Linked DNA regions of Hordeum vulgare: region 2 is linked to region 1. The links are chromatin contacts, called in public Hi-C maps. All regions are on one chromosome and are shown on one strand. The core of a region is the stretch at or near the end of the contact, and the rest is flanking DNA. Distances in the headings are between cores, read along the strand shown. Region 1 holds the start of LOC123400144 (receptor-like protein EIX1). Region 2 holds the start of LOC123400146.

Evidence for each region. Hi-C and Micro-C count contacts between places; a contact is called where the count stands out from the background.
Region 2: a Hi-C map of leaf shows a contact between it and region 1, with 2.2 times the contacts expected there. The contact joins the promoter of LOC123400146 here to the promoter of LOC123400144 in region 1. A contact is called at or near these places in 3 of 6 Hi-C or Micro-C datasets (leaf, seedling and an unstated tissue).

What each region holds. Positions count from the first base shown.
Region 1 is chr5H:503,497,910-503,504,594 of MorexV3_pseudomolecules_assembly, forward strand. LOC123400144 (receptor-like protein EIX1) reads left to right here and starts at 3,558. Exons shown (of 2, transcript XM_045094562.1): 1 at 3,558-5,282. The coding sequence starts at 3,791.
Region 2 is chr5H:503,633,503-503,639,269 of MorexV3_pseudomolecules_assembly, forward strand. LOC123400146 reads left to right here and starts at 3,284. Exons shown (of 1, transcript XM_045094563.1): 1 at 3,284-5,767. The coding sequence starts at 3,730. The coding sequence ends at 5,682.

The DNA.
Region 1 (6,685 bases), core at 2,308-4,807:
CTCGGTCACCGCCCAGTCCGGCATTTCCGTGTCAATCCAACAATAGTACATGCAGAGAGGAGGAGGAGACTAAAGGATGGATCAGATTCAAGTAAACAATAATATCAAATAACAATAATCTGGATGACTTGAGCATACCAGAGGCCTGAGTACGCATAAATAGATTCGGGTGGATCAGATTCATAATTGGCGCACATGAAAAACTTCATGCCCAACCAATCTGAAAAATCTGTCACCTCCTTCACCTTGCAGACATCTCCGCACCAACATCGAACTGCTTCCACCCCCCGAGGCAAGCTTGCACTCTGCATTTTCCTAGGCCTAATGCTCTGATCCGAACAAGGCAAACTCATACTGACTATGGAGGTGCAGGTGCTTTGAAGTCTGTCTGATGGTGAAGAGAGTTTCACTCCCTGCCTCCTTTTATAGGCTCTGCCGGATGTCTACGCGGGAAAAAAGGGCGCGAAAACGAGAAACTGCAGCGGGAAAATTTGGCGGGAAAATAACGCGGGAAAATTAGGCGGGAAACTATTGCACTGCTCGTCCGTCGTTATTGCGTGTACATTCTAAAATAAGTCCATATACATCCATATGTAGTCTTGTAGTACGAACTCTTAAAAGACTCTTGTAGTTACTTTTGTATAAATGATATTTTTTTTCAAACCATGAAAGAGAATTGTGTGTGATCATTATAGAAGATAAAGAAGAAACAAGTACAAAGCTCTAAGCGTCATACAAAAAAAAGACCAACTTTACTAAGAGCATCATTATAGAACCATGAAAGAGAATTGTGTGTGATTATACGAACAAGGATTCAAAATCATTTACTTTCATGTAAATGATAGTTGCATTTTAAGTATTAAGATTACATATTATGGCGACCAACGAGAGCATCATCACCAAGTGATTAGTTAGTAATGTTTTCTACTTTATTCCATGGCAGTGTCACTCCTGCGATAGCAATCAAACATTCACTCCCAAAATATTTGATCGAGAGCTAAAACATACTTTCTCTATAAATAAATATAAGAAACGCTATTGTAAACAATGTTGACCTAGAGATAAAAGCCCCACGAAACCACCGTAACGAACAGTGTCGACCAGGAGACAAAGAGTCCCTCTGAAATCGCCGCGGTGAACAATGCTGACCCGAAGATGAGAGCCCCGTGAAACCACGGAAAAAAACGCCCGCCTTCACCGGCGTGGATATCTTGGTTTGGTTCGAGGGATGGGGGATAACCACGGCCCAACAAAATATCCGTAGTATATGTCTCCCATGCACTTAGCCATCCGTGCAACTTGCACAATATTTTTGTTCAAAAGGATTGCACGGTCCGAACCGGAGCAAGTTGGCAGGAGTAAATTTTGACTGTTTCGTCGGTGGAGAGCGGGAAAAATTCCCACTGTTTCGTCGGTGCGAGCGGGAAATAAGCCTGGGAATCAGCGTACGGAAATCAGCGCAATCAGCAACAGTGTCGGCCGCGCGGAAACAGTGCCCTGGCCGCCTGCTCCCGAGGCGGCAGGGCCCACCCAGCTTTGTCCGTTACGGACAGGAGTGGGCGGGAACGGGATCCGGCGCTGGCCGCCTCAGCTGGTGGCGGCGGGCCCCAGCCGCCTGGCGCGGTGGCGGCAGGCCCCACGGCCGCCTCGTGCGGTGGCGGCAGGTGCCACGTGCCGCCTGGCGCACCTGCCGCCACCCGGGGTGGGGGTCCTTTCGCTCCTTTCCACTCGCAGGTGGTCTCTTTTGACAATCTCATTCGACAGGGGGTCCTTTTGGACAAAAATTCCAGACCAGCAGGTTCTTCTTGTCGATATCATACTCCATATCATACCTGCCCACAGATCAACTCAACGTGAGCTGCTACAAAACTCGCTCTCAAAACATATGCCGGTACAGTACTAATTTTGCTTGGTTATGTGTGTGTGTGCTGTATACGATGATGAACAAGGACATGTACATTCGCACAAAGGAATAGACACGATCGACTGTCGGTTTGCTGTGAATTTGTGACTGCACAAGCCCTTACGAACCGCTGCTCGATGAGTTAGTTCCCTTGCATTCAAGTTAAAAAGCCTAGATCGAATTGACCAGGATGGTTTTCACTTTTCAGCCACAGCCCACAGGTTTGGACTAAGGTGGGGGCGCGCGGACTGCCCTCCTCCCAGGGAGACCTGAGGAATGGTGGCTACATGCAATGCAAGAAGAGGGGCCCCGAAAAACCTGTAGCAGGACTTTGACACCATGGTTATGCTGGTACACAGGAGGATCTTTGGCCTTTGGAACCATATATATCATGGAGGGCTTGAGAATGTGGAAGGCTGCTGGTTGTTTTAACTTTTAACCAAACAGTGTAGTACTCACTTCTTCTCGGTCCGAAATTACTTGTCGCACAAATGTATAAAGTAGCTAGCTGTGTCTGCTCTGTTCCTTCCTTCCCAGCACAACACAATCTCTGTGGACTGTGGTGCCTCAGACCCGTATTTTCTCCTCTCTTAGAGCATCTTTAGCAGACGTCTTAAAATCGTAAACTGTAAAACTGAGATACGATCCAAAACAAGGCATTTTAATGATTCATTTTAGCTACAGCCGAACAAATACTTTAAAAAAAACTGTAAAACTCGGATACGCGCCCCGTCGCCCGTCGGCCGCGCCCCATCACCATGCTGGCCGCACCCCGATGCCCGCCGGCCACGCCCCGTCGCCTCCGCCGTTCGCGCCTTGCTCCGTTGCTAGCTGTGTCGGCCGAGCCATGCCACTTTGCCTGTCCCGACGGGAGGATTCTGGCGGCCAGGCTAAGGTCATGGGATGCCACGGCAAGGTCGAGCTCGTCCAATTCGAATCGGGGCGATTGATTGCAGCGTCTAGCGGTCTTTTTCGATGTGCCGTGATGAATTCCGGCGAGTTTAGAATGGATTCCGGCAAACTCTACGGCGGCGTGTTTGCTTCGATGAGATTTGACCGGTATACAGGGCTCCCTCGGTTCGGTCTTCCAACCTTCAAATATAAGGGTTTTGGGTATGCATTTTCGGTGGCCTTTAAAACATTTATGGGTCGGATCATTTTAAAGGTTTCTGTTTTGGATACTATTTTCGACAAAAACTGTAAAATGTAAAAATTATAAGGGTTTGATTATTTATACGGGGTCTGCTAGAGATGCTATTAGTAAAGATTGGCCACCGGCCTTTTAAGGGATGGTTTTCAGCTCGCCAATTTAGTTTGGGAACAGGAAAACTTAACCGCCGCATGTTGACGCACATACATTAAGCCATCAATTAATAATACTCCGTATATCATAATACATGAAGACATGAGCAGGTAATGATTATTCTATCCTGCAAATAAAAAGGTACTCCCTCCGTCACAGTTTATAAAGCATGCACGTGTACCTAGATCGTTAATTTGACTTATATAAAATATATTATTTAACATAAAAATTATATAATTAGAAAATAGAACATCTAAAGTTTATAATAATATATTTTTTATAATATATGCCTTTCATTAAATTGGTCAAATTAACGACCTAGATACACATGCAGGGAGTAATGGTTATTCTTAAGGAGGTTGGCGGCAAGTCAATTCAAGGTAAGCGGACGCGTTTGCTGTTGCCATCAATCAGCAATTTTAGAAGTACTGTAGGGACATAAATTTCCATGCAATTTCTACTATTCCTGATTGGCTGGCCTACCAAGGTCACATAATCCTACTACCTTTCTTCGGAATAAGTACTGATTGGCTGGCCAAGCAACCACAGATTAACAACCCATTTGCCAAACTCAGACATCATCCATGGATGCAACTGCAGCCTGCCTCCTGCTCATTCTAGCCACCATGGCTGCCTCCTACTCCGTGTACGCACAACAAGCCCGCGATGGGTGCTTCGCAGATGAGAGGGATGCCCTGCTCTCATTTCGAGCCGGCATCAGAAAAGATCCGCAGGGCCTCCTCACCTCGTGGAGTGTCGAGGACTGCTGCCTCTGGAGCGGCGTCAGGTGCAGCAACACAACAGGCCATGTTTTCAAGCTCGACCTCCGCAACAGTTTCTTCTTGGATGATCTGTTCGCTCCCGTGTTCTCCAATAACTCTCATGGAATGCGTGGAGAGATAAGTTCTTCCTTGATTGTTCTGCATCATTTGGAACACCTAGATCTCAGTGGGAACTATCTTGGGGGAGCAGGCGTGCCGATACCAAGATTCCTGGGCTCTCTCCCGAGCTTGGTATATCTCAACCTCTCCTCCATGGATTTCGACGGGAAGGTGGCCCCTCAACTCGGCAACCTCTCCAGGTTACAAGATCTTGACCTCAACAACATCTGGAATCCTAATGAGCATTATGGTGATGATAATAAACTGCACACCGAGGATATATCGTGGTTACCACGTCTCCCTTTGCTAAGGTTTCTCGATATGAGTGGTGTGAATCTCACCGCTGCTGAGGATTGGGTTCAAGTGCTTAGCATGCTTTCTAATTTAAGAGCCCTTCGTCTCCGTGAGTGCAATCTTGTTTTTCCACACACACCTCTTGCTCGTTCTAACCTCACATCACTTGAGATGCTTGATCTAACAGACACTGGGGTTGACACCTTGAATCCAACCTACTGGTTCTGGGATGTTGGCACCATCAAGCACCTCGATCTCACAAACAATGAATTTTCGGGACCATTCCCGGATGCAATGGGAAATATGACTTCCCTTGAGGTACTCAAACTAGGAGGCAATTACCTCACAGGTGTAAGAACCGAATTTCTCAACAGCCTTTGCAACTTGAGAGTGCTAACACTGTGGTCAAATCAGATCAACCAAGACATTTCAGAAGTTTTGAAGGGGCTGCCCCATTGCGCATGGAGTAAGATAGAGTTGCTAGATTTATCTCGTACCAATGTCAGTGGGGAAATTCCAAAGTGGATAAATCAGCTGACTAATTTGAGCATTCTTGAGCTCTCTTCCAATAGGCTTGTAGGATCAATTCCTGTTGAAACGGGCATGCTTGGCAAACTCAGTAAATTGTATCTTGATGGCAATCAGTTGAGTGGTTCTATATCGGAAGAACATTTCACCAGTTTAGTGAATTTGGAGGAACTGGACTTGTCTTACAACTCCCTACACATGATGATCAACTCGCACTGGATTCCTCCCTTTAAACTGCATCTGGCTTTTTTCCCTCGTAGCAAAGTTGGACCTCGGTTTCCTTTGTGGCTTAAAGGGCAGAGCAACATTACTAATCTTGATATTTCTGATGCAAGCATAGTTGATGACCTCCCGGATTGGTTTTGGACTGTATTTTCAAGAGCTCTTTTATGGTACCCTGGGTGAAATATGAGCCGTCAATGCGTAATTAAAGAACGGTAGCGATTGAGTTGTACTGCCCAGCTCGAGGGTGACAGTAGACCATGCACCGCGCGCAGGTGGAGTCCTCCAGTATAAACGTGCTAAGGGCACTTTGGGAAGAAAACATCACAGTCGTGTGGGAAGGAAAAAAGAAACAGCCCGCCCGCAACGGCCAGTCCAACTAGCCCATCGCATCTCACCCCATCCGGCCCTCCCAGTTCGTTCCCCACCGCGGTCAGTACGGTTCCGGCCGTCGCCGGCGTGCGTCGCCCTCCCTCCCCTTCGCCTCGTCGCCGACGGCACCTCCCACTCCTGCTCCCGCTCCTCCTCATCGTCTCCGCGCTGCGGGGAGCGGCGCCGACCGCGGGCGCCGCGGATTCGTGCGCTCACTAGGGTTCCGGGCACCGCCGGCGTGCGTCGCCCTCCCTCCCCTTCGCCTCGTCGCCGCCGGCACCTCCCACTCCTGCTCCCGCTCCTCCTCATCGTCTCCGCGCTGCGGGGAGCGGCGCCGACCGCGGGCGCCGCGGATTCGTGCGCTCACTAGGGTTCCGGGCACCGCCGGCGTGCGTCGCCCTCCCTCCCCTTCGCCTCGTCGCCGCCGGCACCTCCCACTCCTGCTCCCGCTCCTCCTCATCGTCTCCGCGCTGCGGGGAGCGGCGCCGACCGCGGGCGCCGCGGATTCGTGCGCTCACTAGGGTTCCGGCCACCGCCAACGTGCGTCGCCCTCCCTCCCCTTCGCCTCGTCGCCGCCGGCACCTCCCACTCCTGCTCCCGCTCCTCCTCGTCGTCTACGCGCTGCGGGGAGCGGCGCCGACCGCGGGCGCCGCGGATTCGTGCGCTCACTAGGGTTCCGGCCACCGCCGGCGTGCGTCGCCCTCCCTCCGCCGCACAGAGAGAGCCTGCTCCCGCTCCTCCTCCTCGTCGATGCGCTGTGGGGAGCGGCGCCGTCCGCGGGCGCCGCGGAGTTGTGCAAGGCGTGGCTGCTGCAGTCCATCCCCACCGACATGCCCCACCTCCGCCGCCTCCCGGGGGTCCTCTCCACAGGTACCGACCGGCTCCCCCTCTCCACCTCCCCACAATCAGCGAGATTGTTCTTGCGGTGGATCCATTCTGTTTGGTTCCTGGGGAGTACCAAAGTAGTTAGATTGGCGAATTCGGAGCATGGGTTAATTCTCATTTTGCTAGGCTCTGTTAATTGAGTACTGAGTAGTGAAGTTTGTTCTCTATAATAGTGTTTCAGCATAGCCATGTGCCACTGAAATGAGAGTAATGTCTTTGCTTCTTGCAGCAATGAAGATAGTATTACTTGCATATTGAAGAATATTGTTGCTGCAAATCAAATCATTAAAGAGGCCC
Region 2 (5,767 bases), core at 2,034-4,533, 140 kb after region 1:
CACATACTCGAGGGAAATGCCGCAACGAGGGCTAGACGAGCCTGCAGTGATGGTCTTGCGATGTAAGTTCGCCATCGTGCTGAGCCTGTCACGACAAAGGAGCCAACCAAAGATCTTGACCTTGATAGGTGTCTTGGAACCTCGATGTACCCAACGTTGAAGTCGAGCTCATGGTTAAAGAAAAGCAGTGAGTAGGCGCACCTGAAGGTGAACGAGGAGCCATGGGTGAGGAACTTGTCATCGGGCGCATCGCAAATGATAACATCCTGCAACAAAGACAAAACAGACGCCAAGCTCGGCAGAAGCCACATTGGTTAGGTGGTTTCGAAGAGTAGCGAGTAACCATTATGCATGACATGAGATACTAGGACATAGGGACACGTGAAGTGCGAGACGATGTCGGGGTAGGTTTCCACGAGCAGGGTTGACATGAGCCCAACGTCAAGTGAGAAGAAGGTTGACGTGCCATTGTTGATAAGGACGAATGAGATTTTACGAAGGCGGCAGAGCTGTTAGTTAATGATTTTTCAGAGGTAAGGGGATTTTGAGGCTTATTCACAAAGTCTAGAAAGTAGTCTTGTAGGAACCAGTTTACCTAATATAAGTTTGGTTTTCGAAGGAGTTTGAAAGCAAATTTTATGAGGAGGCAGTTGTTTTGAAGAATGAAGAGACCCTGACCCTTGCATTAGTATAGTACTGTGGCTGTCGCAACCTCTTCTGCAGCAATTTATTCATGTCTTCACGAAGTGGGATGAATTAAAAAAAGGTTTCCTCTGCTTGATACGTGCAAACCACAAACATGGCGGTTTCCCTACGTACGTTCCACAAAAGAAGAGGACACGTACAGCTTCTACATGCAACCGCCGTCGCGTAGGCTCTTTTCTTTTTGTCCGTGGGATCAATCACACATTCACGCTCACCCAGCGACAAAAAAACAAAACAAACACTGCAAGGCTCGAACGTACCTTGACTTTTACTACTCCCTCGTCCGATATTAGTTTTATTTTTGACGAAAAGCAGCCAGTGCTGATTTCATTTCAATTAAGAGAAGGCCATACAGAGAGAATATTTGCTTTGTCGAATGTTTGTTGCATGTCATCTCTGGGTAGATTCAATGGCTACCAGTAAGTCGCAGTATTTTTCTTTTCCTTTTCCACTACCACCCACTCATCGAAAAGGAGGCAAATTGTGGCGCTGGGTCACCTGCAATTTGCTGTCGACTAGTGTCTGATTAGTTGTAGTAGAAAACGACCTGCCTTCCATGTATTATTCGATGGGAAAGGCGTCGGTTTCTCCACTCGATAATTGGAGGCGCATACGGAGCCGATGTGCCCTGACTAATGTCACACCTAATTTTAGTTTGAAAAACACTACTCCATAAATCATGCAGCAACTTACTTTGGATGGTGTTTTGAGTATATAACCAGCATCGAAATCCTTGACCAATTGTGGAGAGACAGGTCGTGGCGTGGTCTTTCAATCAATCTCTAAAATATTTCAAGTCGGACCACGATCTGTCATTGCTGGCGGGATAGCTAGTTGTGTACAATCAATCTGGACCTTTAATATATGCATCCAAGTTTAATCTTCGTATCGGAAAGTAAAGAATATCATTGATTGGCATTGATTTTCCAGACTGCAAATCATTGCAGTACCACACCAGGTGACGCTGCAAAATCCTCATGGAAAAGAACATATGATAGTTTTGGCCGAAAATAAAATATGATAGTGAGAGATTGACACTGATGCTATGTCCACTATGTTTATTCCCTCATAGTTTTAAAAAGGCATATTTCAGCAATAAATTATAGAAATGTTATTCCCATGATAAATTTAATGATAGTATTTTCCACATCACCTCCAATCTAAAATATTTTAATACCTATTGCTACTAATCAAAGTCAGGGAAATTTAATTTCACACTTTCCAGCAGAATTTACAAAAGAGAGGCTTTTTTGGCTCAAAGGGAAAGTGGAGGGATAGGAAATGTTCGTTAATCAACATTTGTCGTCCGTTCAGCTCAAATGGAATGGAGCAATGGAAAAGTAGAGGAATGTTTTCTTACATCCCAATTTCAAAGGGAAACCGTCGGAATTTTACAACCTACTTGGACTTCCTTTTCTACCATCTCTGTCACGGTTTTGAAGGCACGGTTAAGTTTGCGGGCATTTCCACAACACACAAGGTTTAAGACGCATTGCATTTACTCCTAGTAGCTAATTAGTATTTTGTTGTACTACTTCTATATACATGTGTAGTATGAATGCTATTTTTTAACTCATTTTAGAGCCAATCAATAACCACCTAGGTTCTAGAGGATTTTCATGCACGCCTTCTAAACCGTGACGGAGTAAGTATATGACATCTATGTATGAAGTACGGGGCTCAAGCATAGTTCGGTTTCAAAATAAAAATTTCTAGTAGTATTTTTGGATCACCTCTTTCCCCTCGAGTATTAGGAAATTTTTAGTAGTATTTTTGGATCACCTCTTTCCCCTCGAGTATTAGGAAATTTTTAGTAGTATTTTTGGATCACCTCTTTCCCCTTGATTATTAGGAATTTTCTTCATGGAAATTTACAGGTAAATAAGTAGAACATTCAACAATATTCGTTGACATTTTTTGAGAATTTTTCATTGTAATGTTCACGTGGTGCACTTGATCTGGTGAGTCGGGAGTAGAAACTACATATCCTCGTGAAACCCTCATCCTATAATTAATTATTTCCTCGCGGAAATCCTATTAATTAATAATTAACCAATATGGCAGCCTGGCAGGTCATTTATACCACTTATAAAAAAAGGAATATAAATATATAAGTTGGACGGAGGATTCGCGGCTTTGGAATCTATATATGCCGGGCGCATATACGACGAGGGCGTCCGGACACAGACCATCTCCCCCCAATTGCTCGTCTCCTCCTCCTCCGCAATCAGGCTCGACAAACGAGCCGGTGCACCCAACTTATCATGCGCGTCAATGAATGCCACGCCACACACCCCCCTCAAAAAGAGAAACAAAATGCCATGCCATGCCATGCCATTGCTAAACTAAATAAAATAAAATCTCAGGGATGAGCGGCCCGTGTTTAGGACGACGACGAACGTCGATGACGATCCAGTCCAACCCCACCCCCCACATCGCAGGCACGGCACGCACGGCTCCATCCACGTGCTGTCCGCGCCCAACCATCCCCACGTCGCCCCCCTGCGTTGCGACGACCCGGCCAGCGGAACCGGAGCCCAACCACCCGCAGCGCCCGGGCGCATGGCATGGCATTGGCATTTGACCCCGGCGCGGGGCTGCGCAAACCCGCGGACAAAACCGACAACGGCCAAAAGTCACCGCGACGTCGGCGGGCGGAGATACAGGGGGCCAAAATCACCGGGAGGGAACACGCCGCCCGTGGGTGGTGTGCGCTGCGCGGGTTCGATACAGCTCACGCGCACGCAGCGCAGCCAGCGCAAGCCTGCCCAAGTAGAGTAACCCCTCCCCAAAAAACCAAAACCGATACCGATTTACTCCCCACCACCGGCAGGCAGGCACCCACCCCCTTCCCCCCTTCCTCCTCCTCCCCCCAACCCCGCCGCCCCCAATTCGGAGGAGGCAGGGAGGAAGGCCGCCGGACGGACGGACGGGGACTAGTAAGTAGCTAGCCTAGACCCCCCCTCCCTCACTCCCTCCACCCATTGCGGCTCGGCCGCAGCCAGGGCAGCAGCGGCCGTCGACATGGACGACCTTAAGCAGATCCTGGCGCGGCCGATCCAGCTGGCGGAGCAGGTGATCAAGTGGTCCGACGAGGCCTACACGTTCCGGCAGGAGTGCATGGACCTCAAGGCCAAGGTGGAGCGGCTGGCGGCCCTGCTCCGCCAGGCCGCCCGCGCCGACCTCTACGAGCGCCCCGCGCGCCGCATCTTCGACGACACCGAGAAGGCGCTCGACAAGGCGCTGGCGCTCGTCGACAAGTGCCGCGCCCACGGCCTCGTGCGCCGGGTCTTCACCATCATCCCCGCCGGCTCCTTCAAGAAGATGACCAACCAGCTCGACAACTCCACGGGGGACCTCTCATGGCTGCTCCGCGTCTCCGCCTCCGCCTCCGCCGCCGACGCCGACGACTTCGACGCCCACATCGGCCTGCCCCCCATCGCGCAGAACGAGCCCATCCTCTTCCTCATCTGGGAGCAGATCGCCGTGCTCTACACGGGCAACCTCGACGCCCGCGCGGACGCCGCCGCCAGCCTCGTCTCCCTCGCCCGCGACAACGACCGCTACTCCAAGCTCATCATCGAGGAGGACGGGGTGCCGCCGCTGCTCAGGCTCGTCAAGGAGGGCCGCCTCGAGGGGCAGGAGAGCGCCGCGCTCGCCATCGGCCTCCTCGGCCGCGACCCCGAGTGCGTCGAGCAGATGGTGCTCGCCGGGGCCTGCGCCGCCTTCGCCAAGGTGCTCAAGGACGCCCCCATGAAGGTGCAGGCCATGGTCGCCTGGGCCATCTCCGAGCTCGCCGCCAACCACCCCAAATGCCAGGACGCCTTCGCGCAGCACAACGCCATCCGACTGCTCGTGGGCCACCTCGCCTTCGAGACCGTGCAGGAGCACTCCAAGTACGCCATCACCTCCAAGATGTCCATACACTCCGTCGTCATGGACAAAAAGAACAACAACGGCATGCCCGACCTGCTCGATGCCGCCGGGGAGCAGCATCAGCATACCACGGGGAGGCACCCTGCTGGAAATGGTTCCCAGACCAAGAACGAGATGCACAGTTTGGTCCAGTCCACCATGGCCTCAAAGTCCAACCCCAACCCCAACCCCAACCCCAACGGCGGCAGCAGCAAGGGCAGTAACGGCGGTGGTGCTATCGCGTCAAAGCAGCATAATGCATCGCTGTCAGGGATGACTACAAGGGGCAGGGAGTTCGAGGACCCCGAGACCAAGGCATACATGAAGGCAAATGCCGCCAAGGCTCTGTGGCACCTCGCCAAGGGAAATGCCGCTATCTGCAAGAGCATCACCGAGTCAAGGGCTCTTCTCTGCTTTGCGGTTCTTCTTGAAAAGGGTGAAGGCGAGGTGCAATACAATTCTGCCATGGCGCTCATGGAGATCTGCAGTGTGGCCGAGCAGAACTCAGACCTGCGACGGTCGGCGTTTAAACCAACCTCTCCTGCCGCCCGTGCTGTTGTTGACCAGCTCCTACGCGTCGTCGAGAAGGCTGAGTATGACGACCTCCTGATTCCCTGCATTGTCTCATTGGGCTGCCTGTCCAGAACGTTCCGTGCAACAGAGACTAGGATCATCGGTCCATTGGTGAAGCTTCTCGATGAGAGGGAAGCAGATGTCTCCAAGGAGGCAGCAATGTCCCTTACCAAGTTTGTGTGCACGGACAATTACCTGCGCGTCGACCATTCCAAAGCAATCGTCGATGCGGGTGGCGCAAAGCATCTTGTTCAGCTCGTGTATTTCAGCGAGCAGGCGGTTCAGCTGGCAGCACTCACCCTCGTATGTTACATTGCACACAATGTCCCAGACAGCGAGGAGTTGGCACAAGCGGAGATCCTCACGGTGCTCGAATGGGCCTCCAAACAAGCATACATGATGCAAGACCCGACGATAGAGAACTTGTTGCCAGAAGCCAAGATCAGGTTGGAGCTGTACCAATCCAGAGGCGCAAAGGGCTACTATTAGGTCACATGTGCTGTGGAGATGCGTGGGAGAAGAATATTAACGGTGTTCTTCTTTACAATGTCCAAGTGCTGTATATACATGGAGT